Linked DNA regions of Macaca mulatta: region 2 is linked to region 1. The links are chromatin contacts, called in public Hi-C maps. All regions are on one chromosome and are shown on one strand. Each heading gives the region's core, a stretch centred on a gene start, on an enhancer-like site or on the middle of the called end of the contact. The rest is flanking DNA. Distances are from core to core; before and after follow the strand shown. Region 1 holds the start of NPHP3 (nephrocystin 3). Region 2 holds the start of SRPRB (SRP receptor subunit beta).

Region 1 (4,559 bases), core at 969-3,468:
TGTCTTATTCATCTCACCATCCCTTGGGCACTTCACAGTGCCTGGTACGCTGCAGGTCTCCAGTAAATGTCTGACTCAATGAATGAAATATAGAAGAGTTTTTTCATGCCTCGATATGTGAGAAAGGAACCAGTATGTTTCACAGGAAATCAGGACTTGTGACAGGAGTGACTGTGACACTTGCCAACCCTTATTGCACCCCGCCCTGTTTGGTCTGGCCTTTTCTACCCCCACCGTGCAGTTGTTTCCAACGTACAATGTCTGTTGGGCAGTGGCTTGGACACATTAAATCAGATACTTGAAATGCGCGAGTCCATTTTATACATGCAAGTGCATTAAGGCTGCCCAGTAGGAAAACTGATAAGACAACAGATAAACTGCTATACGGACTTCTTCCCAGACAACCACATTAATTACACAACCGCTAATGAGGGAGTTTAAAAATAAAAACAACAACAACGAAACCTGACTAGAAGAACGTCTAGTCTTGAAGACAGGAGGCTTTTTCTCTTTTAGAAAAATCAGTCTGAGGTATTTATTTCACCCCTACTGTAACGACTCCAGGAACTCTTAGGCTGCCTAGAAGTCTCTCCCACAGTGAAGAATAAACAAACGACACAACAACGATCAGAGGGGCCCCAAACTGATGGCAAAAAGTCTTAGAGATTTGCTCACAGAAAAGCAACCTCTTGCTTTATATGCTTTTTTTTTTTTTTTTTTTTTTTTTTTTGGAGACGGAGTCTCGCTCTGTTGCCCAGGTTGGAATGCAATGGTGCAATCTCGGCTCGGTGCAATCTCAGCTCACTGCAACCTCCGCCTCCTGAGTTCACGCCATTCTCCTGCCTCAGCCTCCCGAGTAGCTGGGATTACAGGCGCCTGCCACCATGCGCAGCTAATTTTTGTATTTTTAGTAGAGACGGAGTTTCATCATGTTGGCCAGGCTGATCTCGAACTCCTGACCTCAGGTCATCCGCCCGCCTAGGCCTCGCAAACTGTTGGGATTACAGGTGTGAGCCACCACGCCCGGCTGCTTTATATACTATTTTAGTGAATTATAATGGACCTGCTACATGGAGGGCATGCAATAATTAATTTTAGAGTAAATTAATCAAATGGACTAAGGAAATTTGACTACATCTAGAAAAGGTTTTCAATCATAGCAGTTAAGATGGTGAGAATCAGGAGGCTTCCAGAAAATTTCATGTCAAGACCATTACAATGCAAGAGCCATGAAACTTCACAAAGAAACCGACACATGAGCCCCACTTTGGAGCCCCAGGCAAAATTTTTATAGGGAGGGGGAGGATAAAACTCCTAGGAAGAGTTTGTTGAGTTGCTTCAACAGATGTCACCAGCCTTCTGAGGGGGTGGGCGCGGGGGCCGGAGTGGAGCTGGAGATTGGCATTTGCCTCCTCAGGACACTTTATGGCTAATTTCTTCTAGGTGTCTGAATAAATAAACCAGAAATAGAAAAGCGGGGGCCAGGCGCGGTGGCTCACTCCTGTGATCCCAGAACTTTAGGAGGCCAAGGCGTGAGGATCGTTGAGCCAGGAGTTCCAGGCTGCAGTGAGCCGCGATCGTGCCACCGCAGCGAGACCCTGTCTCCAAAAAAAGAGACAGATAAAGGGGAGGGAATTAAGGAATCATTTCAGACTCGAAGAGAATATGGCCTCTCAAATTAAAATACGCAGTTTCCGCCGAACTTTCAAAGCCGCTTGGTTTGGAGAAGGAGGACGGTCGTGCTTCCCAGGGGTCTCCCGGCGTCGCGGCGCGGCGCGGCGCGGCCCGGCCCGGCGTTACCTGCAGTTCGGCCCGCAGCCGCTTGTTCTCTGTGTCCAGCTTGGCCTCGCGGCGGCCCATGGACAACAACTCCTGGTTCTTGCTGACGCGGAAGATCTCGTACTCCTTCTTGAGCCGCTCGTACTCGGCCGCCGCGTACTCCAGCTCGGGCACCGACGAGCCGGTGGACTTGAAGCTGGCCCCCAGCAGCCCGCCCGCACCTGCCCCGCGGGGAAGCGACCCCGGCCCGGACCCCGCCGCCGCCCCCGCGCCTCGGCGGAACGAGTTGCGTAGCAGGCGGGCCTTGGGCTTCACCTCCACCGGGATCTCGCAAGCCTCGCCGCCGCCCGCCCCGTACGTGTCCTCGATCACCTCCCCGCCCGCGGGGCTCACGAGCGACGAGGCGGTCCCCATGGTGTCCGCGGCGGCCACTAGCTAGTGGGTACCGGCGGGGCTGAGCAGCTGAACGGAGCGGGACGGGGCGGGGCGGCGGGATGGAGCGAGGCTGGAGAGCAGGACCGGGCTGAAGAGCGGGACCGGGCTGGAAAGCAGGACGGGGCTGGGCAGCGGAACGGGGCGGGGCCCGAGAGCAGGACTGGGCGAGGCAGCGGAACGGGGCTAGGCGGGAGAACAGGATGGGGCGGGGCAACTAGAGGGGCGGGGCAGCAGGACGCGGCGGGGCAGCAGAACGGGACGGGGCGGGGGAGCAGGACGGGGCGGGGCAGAGGAACGGGGCGGTGTGGGAGTGCTGGATGGGGCGGGGCAACCGGAGGGGCGGGGCAGCGGGACGGGGCGGGGCAGCGGGACGGGGCGGGGCGGCGGGACGGGGCGGGGCGGCGGGACGGGGCGGGGCGGCAGGACGGGGCGGGGCGGCAGGACGGGGCGGGGCGGCAGGACGGGGCGGGACAACAAGAGGGGCCGGGCAAGTGGGGCGGGGTATATGGGCGGGGCAGGGCAAACGGGGTGGGTCAAGAAAGCAAAAAGGGCGAGGCGGGCTAGCAAGAAGGGCGGGGCTCGCAGGAAGGACGGGGCGAGTGGCGACTGTGCAGGACCAGCATCGGACTGGATGTTGTTGGAGTGGTGCTCCGACGCGGGGCTTCTCTCCGTTGTCTCCGCCCCGCTCGAGGCTCCCTGGCGGGCGTGCCTTACAGGGAGCACAGGCCTGGGTCCCAGCTGCTCCACCAATGCTGCAGCTATTTCTTTCGCTGCCGCCGTGCCTTACCGGAAACTCCTTTCTGGAAGCAGTTGGGAAATCTGAAAAATTTATGGAGTGCCTGCTATGTGCTTCCCGCGATGTCTCTCTCTTAGTTTGCATGTAGATAGAATGACCAGCAAGGAATAATGCCAGCCAAGAAAGAGCTTTTAGATTTTACGGTCTGAAACCACCAGGGACAATCCTTAGACAAGGTAAGTTTTTTAACTCATTGCAACATGAGACATTGGAGACCGCCCACCAATCTCTTCTTCATTCCCTCCATCAAAGTGGCTAGTCATCTTTTCTCTTACCCTTTAGATTTTCTTCAGGAAGAAGTCATACGCCAGACCTTTGCATTCTTCAAAATCCAGAGTATACATACTAATTTCTTCAGGTGGTCTCCTGAGATAAAGGGAAACATTTCCACCATCACAGTACCTTAAGAACTTTCCACCTTTTCACATCCGTTATGATCTCTAACTCCTAATTTTTGAATTCTCCTTGTGGATCAGGGGTTTAAGGATCATCCACTAGGTTTCTGACTAAACACTTTGAACATTTTTGCATCTTAGTACCTCCTTTGGAATGGGCCTCGGCTGAACACTTCTATAACTATGCTTGAGTAATAAGATAAAACAGCCAGCTATCACCCATTCTCTCCAACAAATAACCAAACTCACTATGCGAACTTCCTACAGCTTGGAGAGTACATTCAGATTCTAGTCTGGAACTGAGTGCTCTGAAACAATGCATCTCTCCTTTCCCCCACGTCATTTCTGTCCACTGACATGCCTCTAATCCACATTTCTCCACCCTACTTGCGTACTGATCTTGGATTACTATTGGTCAATGCCAAAGTGACCAAATTTCTTATTCCTCAAAAAATGACATTATTTCTTCCTGGCTAACACGGTGAAATCCGTCTCTACTAAAAATACAAAAAATTAGCCAGGCGTGGTGGCAGGCGCCTGTAGTCCCAGCTACTCGGGAGGCTGAGGCGGCAGAATGGCCTGAGCCTGAAAGGCGGAGCTTGCAGTGAGCGGAGATTGCGCCACTGCACTCCAGCCTGGGCGACAGAGCGAGACTCGGTCTTAAAAAAAAAAAAAAAAAAAAGACATTATTTCTAACCTCATAATCTGTTTTTCTTCTTCATGCTGAATTTAACCCACATACTTCAGTCTGCATTTTGGAAGAATAACTTTTTTTTTTTTTTTTTTTTTTTTTTGAGACGGAGTCTCACTCTGTCGCCCGGGCTGGAGTGCAGTGGCCGGATCTCAGCTCACTGCAAGCTCCGCCTCCCGGGTTTACGCCATTCTCCTGCCTCAGCCTCCCGAATAGCTGGGACTACAGGCGCCCGCCACCTCGCCCGGCTAGTTTTTTTTTTGTATTTTTTTTAGTAGAGACGGGGTTTCACCGTGTTAGCCAGGATGGTCTCGATCTCCTGACCTCGTGATCCGCCCGCCTCGGCCTCCCAGAGTGCTGGGATTACAGGCTTGAGCCACCGCGCCCGGCCTGGAAGAATAACTTTTAATACAGAAATATAGTGAGAATAAAATATTTGGCAGGTGGCTTATAACTTACTAAA
Region 2 (4,548 bases), core at 1,318-3,817, 1.0 Mb after region 1:
AAATGAAACTTCTTACTGCATTCTGGATAAACTCTAAGATCCTCAACATAGCACACAAAATCCCTTCTGGTCTGATTCCTGCCAATCTTTCTAGCTTCATCTCCTGTCACTCCTACTTAAATGACTGCTCTAATCAATATTTATAGATTTTATAATTGATGATTTGGCATCCATTCATCACCAGGCCAAACTAACAGCCAACATTGTTTACATTTCCCCCGTGGCCTGGCTTTTGAGGGTGTGCCTAAATCATATTACAAAGCTTCCTACCACAACCCTTAACATCTGTGTTTCACTTCTTGCCCAATCAAAAATGTCTCTATCTAGCTACTTGCTGACACATTAGTAATAAAGGCAGAGTCCCAGTTCCTCTCTTTTTTTCTTTTTTGGAGGCAGGGTCTAGCTCTGTTGCCCAGGCTGGAGTGTAGTGGCATGTGATCACAGCTCATGGTAACCTGGAATTCCTGAGCTCAAATGCTCCTGCCTCAGTCTCCCAAGTAGCTGGGACTGCAGGCATATGCCACCATGCCTGGCTAATTATTTTTTAATTAAAAAAATGGTTTTTTTTGCAGAGACAGGGTCTCACTATGTTGCCCAGGCTGGTCTTGAATTCTTGGCCTCAAGTAATCCTCCTGCCTTGGCCTCCCAAAGTGCTGGGATTAATAGCTGTGAGTCACCAGGTCCAATGCCAGTTCCTCTCTTTTTCCTTGTCCCTGTGCACGTTGAGGTTTTGTGTGGCCCTGAGTGTTATCAAGCTAAATGACAAGCAGAGAGGGAGGCTCTAAAAGAAAATAACATTTATTCATGAGTAGGCATTGCAGTGGGAATATGTATGCCATTTCAACTATGTGCACATTCAGGGAGGTGTAAAGGAAGACAAAGATTTTTAAAGAAAAAATGAGTCGGCCGGGCGCGGTGGCTCAAGCCTGTAATCCCAGCACTTTGGGAGGCTGAGGCGGGCGGATCACAAGGTCAGGAGATCGAGACCACAGTGAAACCCCGTCTCTACTAAAAATACAAAAAATTAGCCGGGCGCGGTGGCGGGCGCCTGTAGTCCCAGCTACTCAGGAGGCTGAGGCAGGAGAATGGCGGGAACCTGGGAGGCGGAGCTTGCAGTGAGCCGAGATCGCGCCACTGCACTCCAGCCTGGGCAACAGCATGAGACTCCGTCTCAAAAAAAAAAAAAAAGAAAAAAAGAAAAAATGAGTCAGATTCCATAACTGTTTTGAGATAATTATCCTCGGCTACAAGGATCAAACAGCAAGGATAGCATCAGTAATAGGCTGGACAGGCAGTTGCTGGGTAGCTGTCCTCACAGACATATTTTTTGTGTGTAAGGTTGCGATGCCCTTTGTGCACGGTTGTGGTTTTTGCAGTCTTCTGTGACAGTTTTTGTCATCAGGCATTAGTGCATGAGAACCCTCCCTCCACGGCCTTTCACCAGCTCCATTTTTCTGATTTAAATAAATAAATAAATAAATAAAGTGACTCCATTTTGATTCTGACAACTTTTTCAATGGCAATGTGGAACTGTAGTAACTTTTTTCAATCTTTCAGTGACACTGACATCTTCATGTCTCTACTCAGTCATACAATTAAATTAAATCATGTGTACATTTTAAAACAATGACAACCTGTTTAATGACAGAGACTGTGAACTGGGACCCTCGAGGTTGGCCACTTTTGGTGTTTTATTTGGGCCACAAGTTTTTGAATGCTTTCAATTACCTACCAAAATTTCAAAAGTGGAAAACTTCCCATAAAAACCTGCCTTTATTGCTTCTCTTGAAAACTGGAAGAACTGGCCACCTAGGTCCCACAACACCTACCTGGCTGAATAAGGTCGGCCCCACTTTCAGCAGAAATAACCTCTGCAGTTTTCAACAGCCCCAGCTCTCCTGGGCGTTGACTTTCCTAGTTGCTTCCTTTAATGCAGACGTTTGAGTTTGCAGCCCTAGATTGACAGTGTAGGGGCACTGAATTAGTTAGCTTTCCCACGCACATCATTTCTTATACTCATTTTTTTCTGCACAGCACCTCTTTTTCCTTTAACCACTCGCACATGCTAACTCGTTCTTCAGGACTCAGTTCGAATTTCCAGAAGCTTTTCTCTGAACTCATGATGGACTCTGCGTCCCATTATGTATTCCCGCATCGCTCCGCGCATCCATCTAGCACATCCCTTGCCACATTAAATTCAGATTAAATGTTTGTAGGATGCTTGAGTTCTTCACAAGTCTCACGTCACTTAGCGACGGTCAGGAAATCCTCAGTGGTAGTTTCGGGAGTCATTCATTTTATTGATTTCATCATTCTTTCAACAGCCATAACGTACGTGACGACGACTGACTCGTATCTTCAAAGATGTGTGTGTCCCTCCCCTGTCGTTCTGCAGGAGGACCGAGTACCAGAGAACTACAACTCCCATCAGGCACTTGGGGATCACCGCGGCTGAGGGAGAGACTAAGGCTTAGGAACCACCATTCGCGTGAGGCTCTGCTCCCTGCGCCTGCGCAGAGTGCAGGGCCACGTCGCTTTTGCGGTACCCGAGACCACGCGTTTCATCCATGGCTTCCGCGGACTTGCGCCGGGTGGCAGATGGCGGCGGTGCTGGGGGCACCTTCCAGCCCTACCTAGACTCCTTGCGGCAGGAGCTGCAGCAAACGGACCCAACGCTATTGTCAGTAGTGGTGGCGGTTCTTGCGGTGCTGCTGACGCTAGGTAAAAGGCGGCCGGTGGTTATGGCGGGTGCGGGGCGGGCAGAGGTCCGGGCTGAGAGAGCGCCTTGAGGGCATCAGGAGGGTGAGACCCACCCAGTCTACACCCCACCCTCTCGCCTGAAGCAGCGGCAGCAGCGGGGCGTTAAGGGAGATCCCGGGCGACCCCCGGAGTTACATCCTGGTCTTTGGGGCGCGGATTGCTCTTCGTCATCTTCCCTGTCATGCTTGAGTGCGCTATTCCCCACCTTCCGCTGTTCTCAGTGCAAGGATTCAGGGTCTTGACAGCAACTTTCAGCCTATACCAAGGTAGTGAGATCGCACTTGAGTCCCCAGTCAGAGTAAGGAGTGCAAAGAAAAGTTGACAGTTGACACGCCCGGCTCAGTGGGCCCCTAACAACAGCAATAGTAACCATTATGATAAAAGTCAGTTCCAGGTGAATGAGGTGTTTCATCACAGACTTCTGTGAATTTCCCCACCCCAGCCATGCACATATACTGATTGCCAAGGCGTAATTTCTGTTGTTTTTCTTTCTATTCCACAGTCTTCTGGAAGTTAATCCGGAGCAGAAGGAGCAGTCAGAGAGCTGTTCTTTTTGTTGGCCTTTGTGACTCCGGGAAAACGTTGCTCTTTGTCAGGGTAAATGATTTCATTTACACCCCTGTTAAGCTTAATAGAAAATTGTATAGCATCCCAGTATTCCTGTCATCTCATGGTTTATTTTCTAAAAGAAGCTGATGCTGGTAAATTTGAGAGTTACCAAATTTACTTGACTTACTTGGGAGAACAGAAAGACTCTTAGAAACCCATAATTGAGAAATGTTGATCATTTTTCCTCTTTTTTCTTTTTTTTTTTTTGCCCTTGCCAGATGCTGATATTTAGTCTTTATCACATTTAAGGGTTTTATTTAATTAGTTTCATTCCAGAATAGCAGAAGCACAGAAGCCAGTGGTCTACAGTTTATCATTCCTTGGTTAACAAATTCTTATGAGAGTTTATCAAAGACACTTTTTCACAGGATGATCCTTCTTTGACATAGTGGGCTAGTTAGCTTCTTTTTACTAATATTTATTTTTAATACATTTAGTATTTTTAATAGTGTGTTTTAACATGGTGAATAGGAGAGGTTTTCTGCTTTTTAACTTTTCTTTCTGAGAGTATAAATTATTTCCCTTCCATTCAAGAAATAGCTCAAATCTTTTTTTTTTTTTTTTTTTTTTTGAGGCAGGGTCTCGCTCCAATGCCCAGGCTGGGGTACAGTGGCGGGATCTCCGCTCATTGCAGCCTTGACTTCTGGGACTCAGATGATTCTCCCACCTCAGCTTCCGAGTAGCTGGGACTACAGGCGTGCGACACTAAGCCCGTCTAATTTTTTATATTTTTTGTAGAGATGAGATTTCGCCACATTGCCCAGGCTTCAAATCATTTTTGATGGTTAAAAATCTTTACAGAAGATTGGGAAATTTGGCCACTAACTGTCTTTTGAGAATAATGTTATTTTTATACCATTAAGGAGTAAAATTTGCAATTAATTCGATTTTTTTTTCTACAGGTAAAAAATATTAATATGGTCTTTTTCACCTATTGCAAGCAGCATTCATTTACTTAACCTTACACCTGGGAGACTTAGAATAATATAACTCAATTTTGGTTTGCTATTAAAATGTTGAATATCTCCCATCTTGTTTTTTTTACAGTTGTTAACAGGCCTTTACAGAGACACTCAGACTTCCATTACTGACAGCTCTGCTGTATACAGAGTCAACAATAACAGGGTAAGATGTTTGTGGAGTTTTGGAGTCTGACAGTCTTACTTTACTGTGGTGTGT

Evidence for each region. A called contact is a pair of places that touch in the nucleus more often than the background predicts.
Region 2: a contact with region 1 is called in a Hi-C map of fetal cortex germinal zone, with 6 times the contacts expected there. The contact joins the promoter of SRPRB here to the promoter of NPHP3 in region 1. A contact is called at or near these places in 2 of 14 Hi-C or Micro-C datasets (fetal cortex germinal zone and fetal cortical plate).

What each region holds. Positions count from the first base shown.
Region 1 is chr2:35,815,427-35,819,985 of T2T-MMU8v2.0, forward strand. It overlaps NPHP3 (nephrocystin 3), which reads right to left and starts at 2,219. Exons shown (of 28, transcript XM_077991469.1): 1 at 1,801-2,219. The coding sequence starts at 2,193. LOC106997117 (a long non-coding RNA gene) reads left to right here and starts at 2,780. Exons shown (of 10, transcript XR_003727106.2): 1 at 2,780-3,186.
Region 2 is chr2:36,850,339-36,854,886 of T2T-MMU8v2.0, forward strand. SRPRB (SRP receptor subunit beta) reads left to right here and starts at 2,568. Exons shown (of 7, transcript NM_001190876.1): 1 at 2,568-2,721; 2 at 3,263-3,357; 3 at 4,417-4,494. The coding sequence starts at 2,568.